Regions from separate parts of the Sus scrofa genome. Here region 1 is linked to region 2. The links are chromatin contacts, called in public HiChIP or PLAC-seq maps. All regions are on one chromosome and are shown on one strand. The core of a region is the stretch at or near the end of the contact, and the rest is flanking DNA. Distances in the headings are between cores, read along the strand shown. Region 1 holds the start of NBEAL1 (neurobeachin-like protein 1). Region 2 holds the start of FAM117B (protein FAM117B).

The links. HiChIP or PLAC-seq counts read pairs in DNA pulled down with a chosen protein or histone mark.
Region 1: an H3K27ac HiChIP or PLAC-seq map of alveolar macrophages shows a contact between it and region 2. The contact joins the promoter of NBEAL1 here to the promoter of FAM117B in region 2. A contact is called at or near these places in 1 of 47 Hi-C or Micro-C datasets (heart right ventricle) and 2 of 2 datasets of contacts at active chromatin or transcription factors (alveolar macrophages and skeletal muscle).

Annotation. Positions count from the first base shown.
Region 1 is chr15:106,512,713-106,518,426 of Sscrofa11.1, reverse strand. NBEAL1 (neurobeachin-like protein 1) reads right to left here and starts at 2,145. Exons shown (of 55, transcript XM_021075109.1): 1 at 1,990-2,145; 2 at 840-1,123. The coding sequence starts at 890.
Region 2 is chr15:106,181,314-106,187,297 of Sscrofa11.1, reverse strand. It overlaps FAM117B (protein FAM117B), which reads right to left and starts at 4,081. Exons shown (of 8, transcript XM_003133590.5): 1 at 3,285-4,081. The coding sequence starts at 3,894.

The sequences.
Region 1 (5,714 bases), core at 896-3,395, 330 kb before region 2:
CTTCTCATTGGCCTCTTTAACCTCTGCATCAGTTTTTCTCATCAGTCAAAAAGGATAATTACAATACCCGTTTCACATGATGATTGTGAGGATCAAGTAAGACAATGCTTCTAAGGTGCATTAGGGCAAGCTTACAGTAACCACCTCAAGTCTATAGCCCTTTTATACAATAACCTTTTTATACAACTTAAAAAAGATTAATTATGAGAAAAATGTTTAATGGTCTTATAAAAATATCTCTATCAGTACTTCCACTTGTGAGAGGGAAAAAAACCAAACAAAAATATAAATATTTTTATCTTAAGGTCATAGTTTTACTTATATAATGTTAGGATCACTGAAGAAAAATATCAAGTTAAAACCACACCCTAGGAGTTACCATCTTGGCTTAGCTGCAAGGAACCCGACTAGTATCCATGAGGACTTGGATTCAATCCCTGGCCTTGTTCAGTGGCTTAAGGATCTGGGGTTGCCACGAGCTGTGGTGCAGGTCACAGACACAGCTCGGATCTGGTGTTGCTATGGCTGTGGTATAGGCAGGCAGCTGCAGCTCGGATTTGACCCCTAACTGGGGAACTTGCATATGTGACGGGTGCTGCCCTGAAAAAAGACAAAAAATAAATAAAAGCACACCGTACACTTTTTAATAACATGCCAATATTGGGTATGTGTTCGAACTTGCAAAAGCAGAAAACAGAAAATCCTGCGTTTTTACATTTGAGGTCATTACTATAAATAAACATGATATTATCCATTAAATAAAATGTTAATAATGGCAGTTACAAAAGTTTTTATAACAAAGTATTTTAAAACTTAGAAATAGAAAGAAAAGTAGTTACCTTCGCACAATAAAGCATCCAAAGTTCGAAGAGTCTCTCTCTGGATGCCATTCTGGCTTTCACTCTGGCACTTTAATTTTTCCTCAAAAAAAAAAATTGTGTTCAAGACCACAGTATGTTCATTTTATTTTCCAAGTTTTTCAGCTGTTACAATAAAACTCAAAGCAGTAGGGAAAACAAAAAGAAGTGAAACAAAGGACGGTCTGCTTTCTGGTTAATAAGATTCAGTTTCAGCAGTTATTCCAACATATATTCATCAGTGGTCTTTGGGCAATTACATAAATCTGTAAAAGAGAAAAAGATGCAAGATTCCCTTTAACAAGAGGCCATATTAACAATTATGGGTTTATAAAAACTAGAGATTTATTTTCTTCACTGCCCACAAACAACTGGCTAAGCTTTCACAACTGATCGGATTTCACAGAAATTGGTATTTCAGAAAAACATCACAGCTAATACAATATTTCACATCAACAGAAAATCAGAATCCTCTTGGGCAGAACTCAAAGATGAGTATTTTTCATAACAAAAAATGTGTCCAATGATAGTAAGCAGCAAAAACGCCGTTCCCACTCATACATTTTCTATAAACATAAGAAAAAGCACACATACTGACATATTTCAAAGACAGAATCCCTTGGAATTCTCTAGGCTGCTTCTTAAAACTTCTTGGGAATGTTTGTCGCTGTGTTGCAGGGCAGGGCGTGGGGAGGAGGGGGAAGAATTTCTGGTTTGTTTGTTGCAACAATCCTCAGGGAGTGAAAGTCGACCTTTCCACCTGGCCTCGCTACCTCTCCATCCAGTTAAGGAGCGCACAAGGAAAACACCGGCGCGGCAAGGAAAACACCTCGGGAAAACCTCCGAGTGTTTTGGGGACCTTTAAATTTCCTCCTCGCATCCCGGGCAACCGAGAAAGGGAGGCAAACTTAATGCGAGCCGAGCCGCCAAGAGAAGCTTTGGCAAAGGGGCAACGCGAGCTTGGCGTTCCGCGACCCACTACCCACGCCCTCTCGACCGCATCCGGGTCGACCTCGCCCCCTCACGGCCGCCCCCCTCTCTACCGCGCCCTCACCCCCAAACACCCTGGGCCCTCCCATTTCTGCCACGCGGCCCCCTCTTCCCTACGACCCGCTCGCCTCACCACGCTCACATTGGGGGGTCGTGTTGCCGCCGCCGCCAGGCCGTCTAATCTGCTTCCCTGCCCCCCCCTTCCCCAGCGAAGCCCCGTGTCACCCCGCAGCTAAGCAGGCGGGCAGGAGAGGGAGGCGGGGCGGCGACCGCACGGGGCGGGGCGGGAGGCTGGGAGGGGGCCAGAGGAGGGGCTTTCCTCTCGGCTAATCATTCTGGCCTCTAAGGATTTACCCGCCCCAGGGCACTAGCTGTTCATTGGTTGCGAAGGCTGGGAAGGGGCGGGATGACCTGAAGCCTCGCCCCAGCATACCTGCGCAGTCGCAGTCGACCCGGCTTCTGAAGACCCGGCGGCCGGTTCCCGGTGGGGCGCTCCTGTCGGCCCCGAGCTGAACGAGACTAAGGACCGACGACGTGCTTACGTCCACCCGTTGCTGCTGCCGGGGATGGGCAGACAGAGCGTTCGGCTCGTGGCGTCATTTCCGGGAATCATTGGAGGGCAGGGAACCCTACGGTGATAACTAAAGAGGATTTCATTTTGATTTCTTTTTGTAAAAAGGGGATTGGTCCTGAGAGTGTACGCTAATGTAAGAACAGACAATTGCTCCCACACGCACCCCAAAATCCTTTATCGTGTTTGTGTCTCATACTTCCGCTGTCGCTGAGTGTCAAGCACAACGGGCTTGTTTCATCACTACTAAAGAATTAAAAGGGCTTTGCTCTTAAAAAAAAAAAAAAAAAAAAAAGATACGAAAGGAAAACAACTGCATTTACTAGCTATAGACCACTTTAGGGGGAAAGGTGCTTAAGGAGTTGGGGAAAGACGCATGAGATTAGTACACCTAAACATTTTTAAAAAACTTTTATTGTGAAAAATGTCAAACAGTATACAAAAGTAAACTAGTATAATGAAATCCCGTATACCATCACTAGTGTCCCATCTTCCTTCCATCAATATCAGTAGCTGGCAAAGTGTACAGAGAAAAAATATTTTAGGTTTTGCAGACCATCCTACTTGAAAACTTAACAAAAATCAAAATAATATGTCATGATATGTGAAAATTAGATGAAATTCAAATTCCATTGTTTTTAAAGTTTGTTGGAAAACAGCCATACTCATTCCTTTACAATTGCTCCCTAAGGTAGCAGAGTTTTGAATAATTTGGGGTAGTTGTTAGCAAACTGTGCCTTTTCAAAATCTCTTGGTTCTCCAGCAGACCTGTGAAATGACATGTGAAAATTTTGGAAGTGGCAGGAGGAGAAGAAATTACCCTTGTTGCCATATTCCCCGTTTTAGTAATTAGCTGCTTCATTCTCCTAGAACCTAACAAGTATCCTCGCTGTCTTTTTTATATATGTCACATTCAGACTAAGCCTTTCAGCTGTATCTTCAAAACACATCTAACTATTTTTCTACACCACTACCACCAGGATGTGAGTTACTACTAAATCTTTTATGGATTATTGTAGTAGCCTCCCCATTTGTCTCTCTGCCTCTGCCTGTACACTCACCCCACTCATGGATTAGTCTCAACATAGCAACAAGAATGACCTTTCAGCATAGAAATAAGATGTTACATCCTTTGCACAAAACTTTGCAGTGGATTCCCATCCCACTTAAAAGGGCCAACAAGGACTTATGTTTTCCTCCCACACTTCCCTCTTTAACATCTCCAACTATTTTATTCTGGCCTTCCCTTATATCACTCCAGACACATGGCTTCCATGCTGCTCCTCAAATTCACAAAGCACATTCCACTCTCTGGGACTTTACCCAGAATATTGTTTCCCCAGATGCCCACACACAATCTTCAAGTCTCTGTTGAAGAATCACCATGTTCAGAGTTCCCACTATGGTGCAATGAGATCCACAGCGTCTCTGCAGCATCAAGACAGAAGTTCAGTCCCCAGCCCTGCACAGTGGGTTAAAGGATCCCATGTTGCCACAACTGTGGTGTAGGTGGAAACTTTGGCTTGGATATGATCCCTGGCCCGGAACTCCATATGCCACAGGGCAGCCAAAAAAAAAAAAAAAAAAAAAGAATCACTTGTCCATTGATGTACTCTGAATGTTTGTGTCTTCCCAAAATTCATATGTTGACATACCACCCCCCCAAGGTAATAGTATTAGGAAGTAGGCCCTAAGTCATGAGGGAGGAGCCCTTACGAATGGGATTAGTGCTTTTATTAAATAGGTTTAACTAGCTCCCTAACCCTTTCCACCAAGTGAGGATACAAGGAGAAATCTGGGACCTGGAAGAGGGCATTCACTCAACCATGCTAGCACCCTAATCTTGGACTTCCAGCCTCCAGAACTGTGAAAAAGGAATTTCAGTTTATAAACTACCCAGTCTTTGGTATTTTCTGTAGCAGCCCAAACAGACTAAGACATCTGCGTGCATTCCCTGACACTTCTTTAGAAAACAGCATCCCCGGAGTTCCCATTGTGGCTCAGTGGTGAGGAACCCAACTAGTATCCATAAGGAAGTGAGATCAATCCCTGGCCTCATTCAGTGGGTTAAGGATCCAGCATTGCTGTGAGCTGCAGTGTAGGTTGCAGACGCTGCTCGGAACTGCATTGCTGTGGCTGTGGCATAGGCCAGCCAATTCAGTCCCTAGCCCGGGAACTTCCATATGCTGCAGGTCTGGCCCTAAAAAGACAAAAAAGAAAAAAGCATCCCCTATTCTCCCTTAATCTATTTTTCACCATAGTATTTATCAGATGACATATAATTTATTTGTTTAGTGTGAGTTTCCCCCCTAGTAAAATTAAGCACCATGAAAACAGAGACTTTGCTTTCAAGTCTTTTGGACAGTGTCTTATACACAGTAGGAGCTCAATAAACATCTGCATACTGCATAATGAAAAAAAATACCTATTTCACTATGTATCTGTACTATTTCCACCTCCAGTTTTCCTCCCACTACAAATTTAGTTATAGCATGTTGGATTCATAATAAAACAGCTCTATAGGAGTTCCCACTGTGGTGCAGTGGGTTAAGAATCCAGCTGTGTTAGCTCAGGTCACTACAGAGGTGCAGGTTTGCTCCCCGGCCTGGCACAGTTGGTTGGGGATCAGGCATTGCCACAGTTGTGGCATAGGTTGCAGCTGCAGCTCAGATTCAGTCTCTGGCTTGCAAACTTCCATATGCTCTGAGTGCAGTCATAAAAAAAAAGAAAAGAAAAAAAAAAAAAAAAGGGAGTTCCTGTCATGGCATAGCGGAAACAATTCTGACTAGGAACCACGAGGTTGTAGGTTCGATCCCTGGCCTCACTCAGTGGGTTGAAGATCCAGGCATTGCCATGGGCTTTGGTGTAGTACATAGACTTGGCTTGGACCTGGCATTGGTGTGGCTGTAGCATAGGCCAGCAGCTATAACTCCGATTGGACATCTAGCCTTGGAAGCTCCATGTGCTGTGGGTGCAGCCCGACAAAAGACAAAAAAATAAAGTTCCCTAGTGGCTCAGTGGGTTAAGGATCTGACATTATCCCTGCCATGGCACAGGTTTAGTCCCTGGCCCAGGAACTTAAGCATGCCAAAAAACAAAACAAAACAAACAAACAAAAAAACAGTATAAAACATAAATTTAATCAATGTATAAATTACAGCAAAAATAATAAATGTGTTCATAAACAAAGGTGATAATATTATCATACATGTTGCTTCTCAAACTGTTAAATGCATACAAGTCCCCCAGGGATCTTAGTAAAATGCTGATTTTTAATTCAATAGGCCTGGGATTCA
Region 2 (5,984 bases), core at 2,832-5,331:
ACAAAAACCTCATCTTCACCATTTTATTTTCAGGTAACACTGTTGCCCAGTTACCTTCTCTAAGCATCTCAGTACCTCAATACAAACCACTCTACCATGAAGACAGCAGACGCTGAAGGTGGGAAGTTTAAAATAACTGTCAGGGATGGGGCTTGGATTACTTTATAGAATCAAAAGAAGGAACTTCTGGATCAATGATTAGCTCTAACCCTGGGGGGATAAAGCAACTGGGTAAGGAACTGACTGAATAGAGACACCCCTCTAAAGGTCATTAGACCTTCAAAATAGGGGCTTTCAGATATTGGATTCCTAACAAAGATTTGGGCTTCCAGTTCACCTGAGAGACACCTAGAAGCTGACAGCCTAATCTAAATGGACCCTGGAATTTGAGTCACATGAGGTTTACTTATGAGGTAGACCCTTGCCCTCTACCAATAAGGATTTCTACATTTCAATGAGGCTGCAAACTGGCAGTAATCTTCTTTTAATCAAAAATGGAGTCTCTACTGTACACCTGAAACTCTGTAAATCAATTATACTTCAATTTTAAAATAATGATAATAAATTTTAAAGGGGCATCTTTTGATTAAAAGACTTTTTCTCTTTTCTCCCAGATTTAGTCTGAGAAAAACAGCAAATGGTCTAGTTTGTGCTAGAAAGACTTAATTAAAATCAGAAAACTAAGTGAAGCAAGTCAGAAAGAGAAAGACAAACACCATATGATATCACTTATATTTGGAATCTAATATATGGCACAAATGAACCTTTCCACAGAAAAAATCACATACTTGGAGAAAAGATTTGTGGTTGCCAAGGGGTAGGGAGAGGGAGTGGGATGGACTGGGAATTTGGGGTTAATAGATGCAAACTATTGCCTTTGGAACGGATAAGCAATGAGATCCTGCTTTATAGCACTGTGAACTATGTCTAGTCACTTATGATGGAGCATGATAATGTGAGAAAAAAGAATGTATACATGTATGTATGACTGGGTCACCTTGCTGTACAGTAGAAAATTGACGGAACACTGTAAACCAGCTATAATGGAAAAAATAAATTATTAAAAAAATTGCAATCAGAAAATATGAGTCCCATTCTGCATGGAAGTTCATTACAGTGAAAAAAGAAAACATTTCTGGGAAGAAAACTATCATATATTTATTTCAGCATAACTTAATGATTAACAGGCAGTATCCCTTTCCACACCTAGGTGTGAATGCTGCATTAGAGGAAAAAAAAAAAGAGTTTTTATTTTTCTGGTTTTCTTTTTTTGAGAGGGGAGGGTTGGGTAGAGGTGGGAGGGCTAATGAGAAGGGTCAATTTTAACAGTATGAATATTCTATGTAATGACAGACCTGAGAGAAAGAAATTTGGGGCAACAGGATGAGCAGGCACATGAAGAACCCAAGACTCCAGCAAATAGAGCCCTTCTAGAGATAAGAGCACCTTCCACCACTCATTGCCAACACTTAATTTAACCTGGTTCCCATCAGGTTGCTGCTGCTTCTTTAAAGGTCAAATAGTTGAAAGGGTAGTCAGATTCTTATCAAACTGGGGTCACCACCTCCTTCCTCCATCTCTACCACTCACTTAAGTAGCTCTCCTCTTCCACCTGCCACTCTCTGCCAGCTCCAGAAGGTTAAGGCAAACTGAAGCAATTATGTTCACCAGATACCTCTAAGAGCTGCTTCAAAAACTAAGCACGTGTGGAGTTCTCCTGTGGCCCAGTGGGTTAAGAATCCAGTGTTGTCTGCAGCTACAGCATAGGTCACAATTGTAGCTCAGATTCAGTCCCTGGCCTGAGAACTTCCATATGCTGTGGGTGCAGCCCAAATAAATAAACAAATAAATAAATTTTGGTGTGTTATATATTTCCCAGGTTTAGTCTTACACATCATGAAGCTATCATGAAGCTATCTCCTTGATATAATGTAAAAAACATGTTTTTGGAGGACCACTCAGCAGAGTTTAAATATCCACTCTACCCCTTGTTATTTAACCTCTCTAAAACCTACTGGGAAAGTTAAAATGAGATCTTGTAGGTAAATCACCCACATAAATAGGAGTTCCCTAAGAGCTATTATTTGAGGGGGAGGGGCTTCTTTGAACAAAGTTTTTAAAAAGCACTTTGCATTTCCAAAAGGTTTAAAACAGTACTCTTTTTCTAGTCAGAAAACACTAGTGATCATTCTTCAGGACAATTCTCTCCCAAAAATGTATCCATTGTCTAAAATCTTTGATAAAATAAATAAAAAAGATACATCCTATGCCTTGCATTTTTGAATGACCTCTTGAAACCACTTCATCTGTTTAATTTGGTTAGGAAGTACTGTACTAAGCTTCCTGAAATATCCAGCCATTAAGCCTGAAAGATTCTAACAGAAATTCCCCAGAGAAAAACAAAGGCATATGTTGGCAGTATTAATACATAAGCTAAAAACCACCCATTTCTCTTTCCACTAGATTCCAACAGGAAGGCAATCAGATGATAATTTTTATCTCTTTTCACTTCTACAATGTGAATTTCTCTTTTGAGTTACTCTTTATGACTGACTCCTGTGGAACCCAACGGCTCCATTCAGAACCTTCCCCAAAAAAGCTCCCAGATCTAAAGAAAAACAAATTTCTGATCGCTAAAATAGTAACAAGGAGACAAACCTTGGATCTTTTTTTTTAACGGTTTTACATCTTAACCACAAAATCAGTATATCAGAAAACACTCAGACCCTCAAAGCCCAAAAACCTTCCAAAAGAATCTTACTTATTTTTCACTTTTTGCTACCCATTTAACAAGTCTTAGGAAACAACCCGCTCCCTCTTCAGAGACCCAACCAAACCTGCTATACTAAAGCATTCAAGGCCCCCAAATCTCAAACTGTTTTGTCAAACGGAAATACTCAACCACAGAGATGTGCTATACTAACATTAGCCATGTCACTAAAGTGACAAACCATTCCGAGCCTCATCCCCCAGGGAGGGTAAGAAGTAACCAGCGCGCGACCAGAACCCCGAGGTTTATCATTAACGCATCAGCCCAAGCACAAGGTTAGCGAATGCACCTCCACTGACGGACACCAACGCGGGGCCGACGCAGAGACCAAAGAGGCGGGAGGGGAGCTGCTGGGGGCGCCGGGAAGGCCCGGGAAGACGCGGCTGCACCGCCCGGGCCCCGCCCCCGGCCCCGCCCCCTACCACCCCAGCTCCGCGGCAACGCTGCAGTCCCCGCGCGGTAGCAGCGGGAGCCCGGGACCCCTTCCCCTCGCCGCGCGGCCCCCAGCACGTACCTGCTTTGCAAACCGGGGCGCTAGGGCTCCTCCTCTCCGGGGAGCTTCGGCTCTGCTCCGGGGACCTCCTCCGGTGCCGAACGCGGGCTGGGGGTGGGGCCGCGCTCACCTCGCCTGTCCACAGGTGGGTGGGCGACGAGCAAGGAGACGACACGGTGCCCAGCAGCGGCGGCGGGGGCTGCGGTCGTGGGGGGCTCCCGCGAGCCCCGGGCGCGGCGCCGCGCGTGGGGCTGGTGCCTCTCGTGGACGTCGCGGACGCGCCCGTCTGCGTGGCCACCGTGGGGCTGGTGCGCGCGGCCGCACTCCCACCGCCCCGCGTGGGGCTTGTGCTGCGCGAGGCGGTGCGCGGGGCCCCGCCGCCGGAGCTGCCGCCGCCGCCCGAGGGGCCTGAGGCGCCACCACAGCAGCCGCCGTTGTTGTTGCCGCCGCCGCCGCCGCCGTTGCTCCTCGTGGGGCTGCCATGTTGCTGCTGCTGCTGCTTCAGCTGGAACGGAACCGTCGCCCTCATGGGCTGCAGGCGGCTCCCAGATCCCCCGGCCGTGGTGACCGCACCGCCCCCAAGGGAGCCGGCCGGCGTGGGGGACCCATTGCGCCTCACCCGCTGGGACATAGTCCCCCCCCTCCCCGGTGACTGGGCGAGACGTGGGGTTTTGTTGTTGTTGGGTTGCGGGGGAAGGATTCTCGAAGCCGGAGGGAAGGCCCCCGCGATGGGGTGACGAAACCGGAATCCGGGGTGCGGGAGGTGCCCAGGCCACGGCCAGCAGCAAAGAGATGGTGCAGCCGCCACCGCCGCTGCTCCTCCTCATCAACAATAGTGTCTCCGCCGCTTCCCCCGCCCCCCGCGAGCGCCCATTGGTGTAGCGTCAGCCGCGCTCGAGCCGCTCCACCGCACCCATTGGCTGCGAGCAGCTCGGGTCCCGGGCCCCCGGGGCCTTAGAGAGCCTGGGTTTGCTCGGAGACCGTCTGCTCTTTAAAGAGAAAGAGACCCGCCCCCCCCGGGGGGGGCGGGGGTGGAGGGGGAGCGGAGGAAACAGGCTGTGTGTATGTGTAGAGTGCGCGCGCGCGTGTGCGTGTGTGTGTGTGTGTACACGTGAGTGTACACGCGTACGCGCGCGCCTGGCCACGCGCGTCTTTCACTTTATACTGTGTGGAACCCTGGGGACTCAGATTCTGGAATATTGCCAAAGGGAATGCCCTGAACCAGAGCGATCCCCAGGGATATCTGAAGTCTTTCCCCCAAAACTCATTTCCTTACCTCAGTATTAACTGGCACAGTCCTTGTGCGTGCGTCTCTTTCTGGCTTTTTTTTTCTTGATCTTTTTGTTCTGTCCTAATTCCGCCTATGTTTGGACAGGACTCAAAGGAAAAGAAATTTAATAAGTCTTACTGGCATTTTTACACATCTCCTTTTTTTTTTTTTTTTTTTTTCCCCCAGTCTCTAGAAAGAACCAAATCTCAGAAAGGTTAAAATTGCTGGTTAAAAAGCGGTTTTAGATTGTATATATGAAGTCCAGTTTCCAAATACTGTTGCTACATTTCTGGCATCGCGAGTAATCAAGAATTGATTTTAATCAGCTACCTCACACTTCCCTGATAACCTTGGAAAGATGTCTGCTGCCTTACAAGTCTGTTAAGTGTCAGAGTTTTCAAAGGGTTTTGTTTCTATCCTCACAGTCATTATTTGAGACACAACTGGATGAGCCATTCATATTGATGTGTAGTGGAGGAAATAGGTCTTTGTAGTATGGGCAAGAACTCAGTAAGACCAGTTTTAAAATAACCTTAGAGGCTCCTCATCAAGACAAAAAAAAAATGGTAGTCCCATACTCCACATACTCACCTCTCAGGCTAAAAATTGCCTGTCCATGACCTCTTTTCCCTTTAATAATTTATTCCTTTTTTTTTTTTTTTTTTTTTTTTTTTTTTGTCTTTTCAGGGCCACACCCGAGGCATATGGAGGTTCCCAGGCTAGGGGTATAATTGGAGCTGCAGCCACCAGCCTACACCACAGCCACAACACCACCAAATCCAAGCCGCGTCTGCGAACTACACCACAGCTCACAGCAATGCAGGATCCTTAACCCACTGACCGAGGCCAGGGATTGAACCCGCAACCTCATGGTTCCTAGTCGGATTCGTTAACCACTGAGCCACAACAGGAACTCCCTAATACTTTATTCTTTATACATTCTACACAGATTTCATCTTGTGAAAATATGGGAGTGGAGAGCCCAGTGTGTTCCACTCCAGACCTGAAATTCTCCTGGGTGCTGTGCACTGTGGCAGGAAAGCCTTTGAAGACCTAGAGAAAAGATTTGTATCCCAGATCCACCACAGACTCTATGGCCTTGGATAAGTCACTAGCCAGCATTCTTAGCTGTAAAATGCAGTTAAACAGTACCATCCCCTTTATACACTTGTTCTTATTAACCAAGGGCTAAATGAGAATGTGGTGCCTAGAAGGCACTCAGTACTGAATCTCCTTGTGATTCAGAGGCCCACATCTCTCCTTAACACCCATTCCTCTTCTCTTCCCCACCACAAAGAGAAGCCCCAAGCCCTTTTCCCAGGTTATCTGGTGCTCTCAATAGACCCGACATCATTACCCAGCCTGCCCCACAACCTGGAATGAAGAGAAAAACAGCTTCTCTCTAGACAGGACACAATGGAAACTGCCAACAAGATCCATGCAGAGAGCTA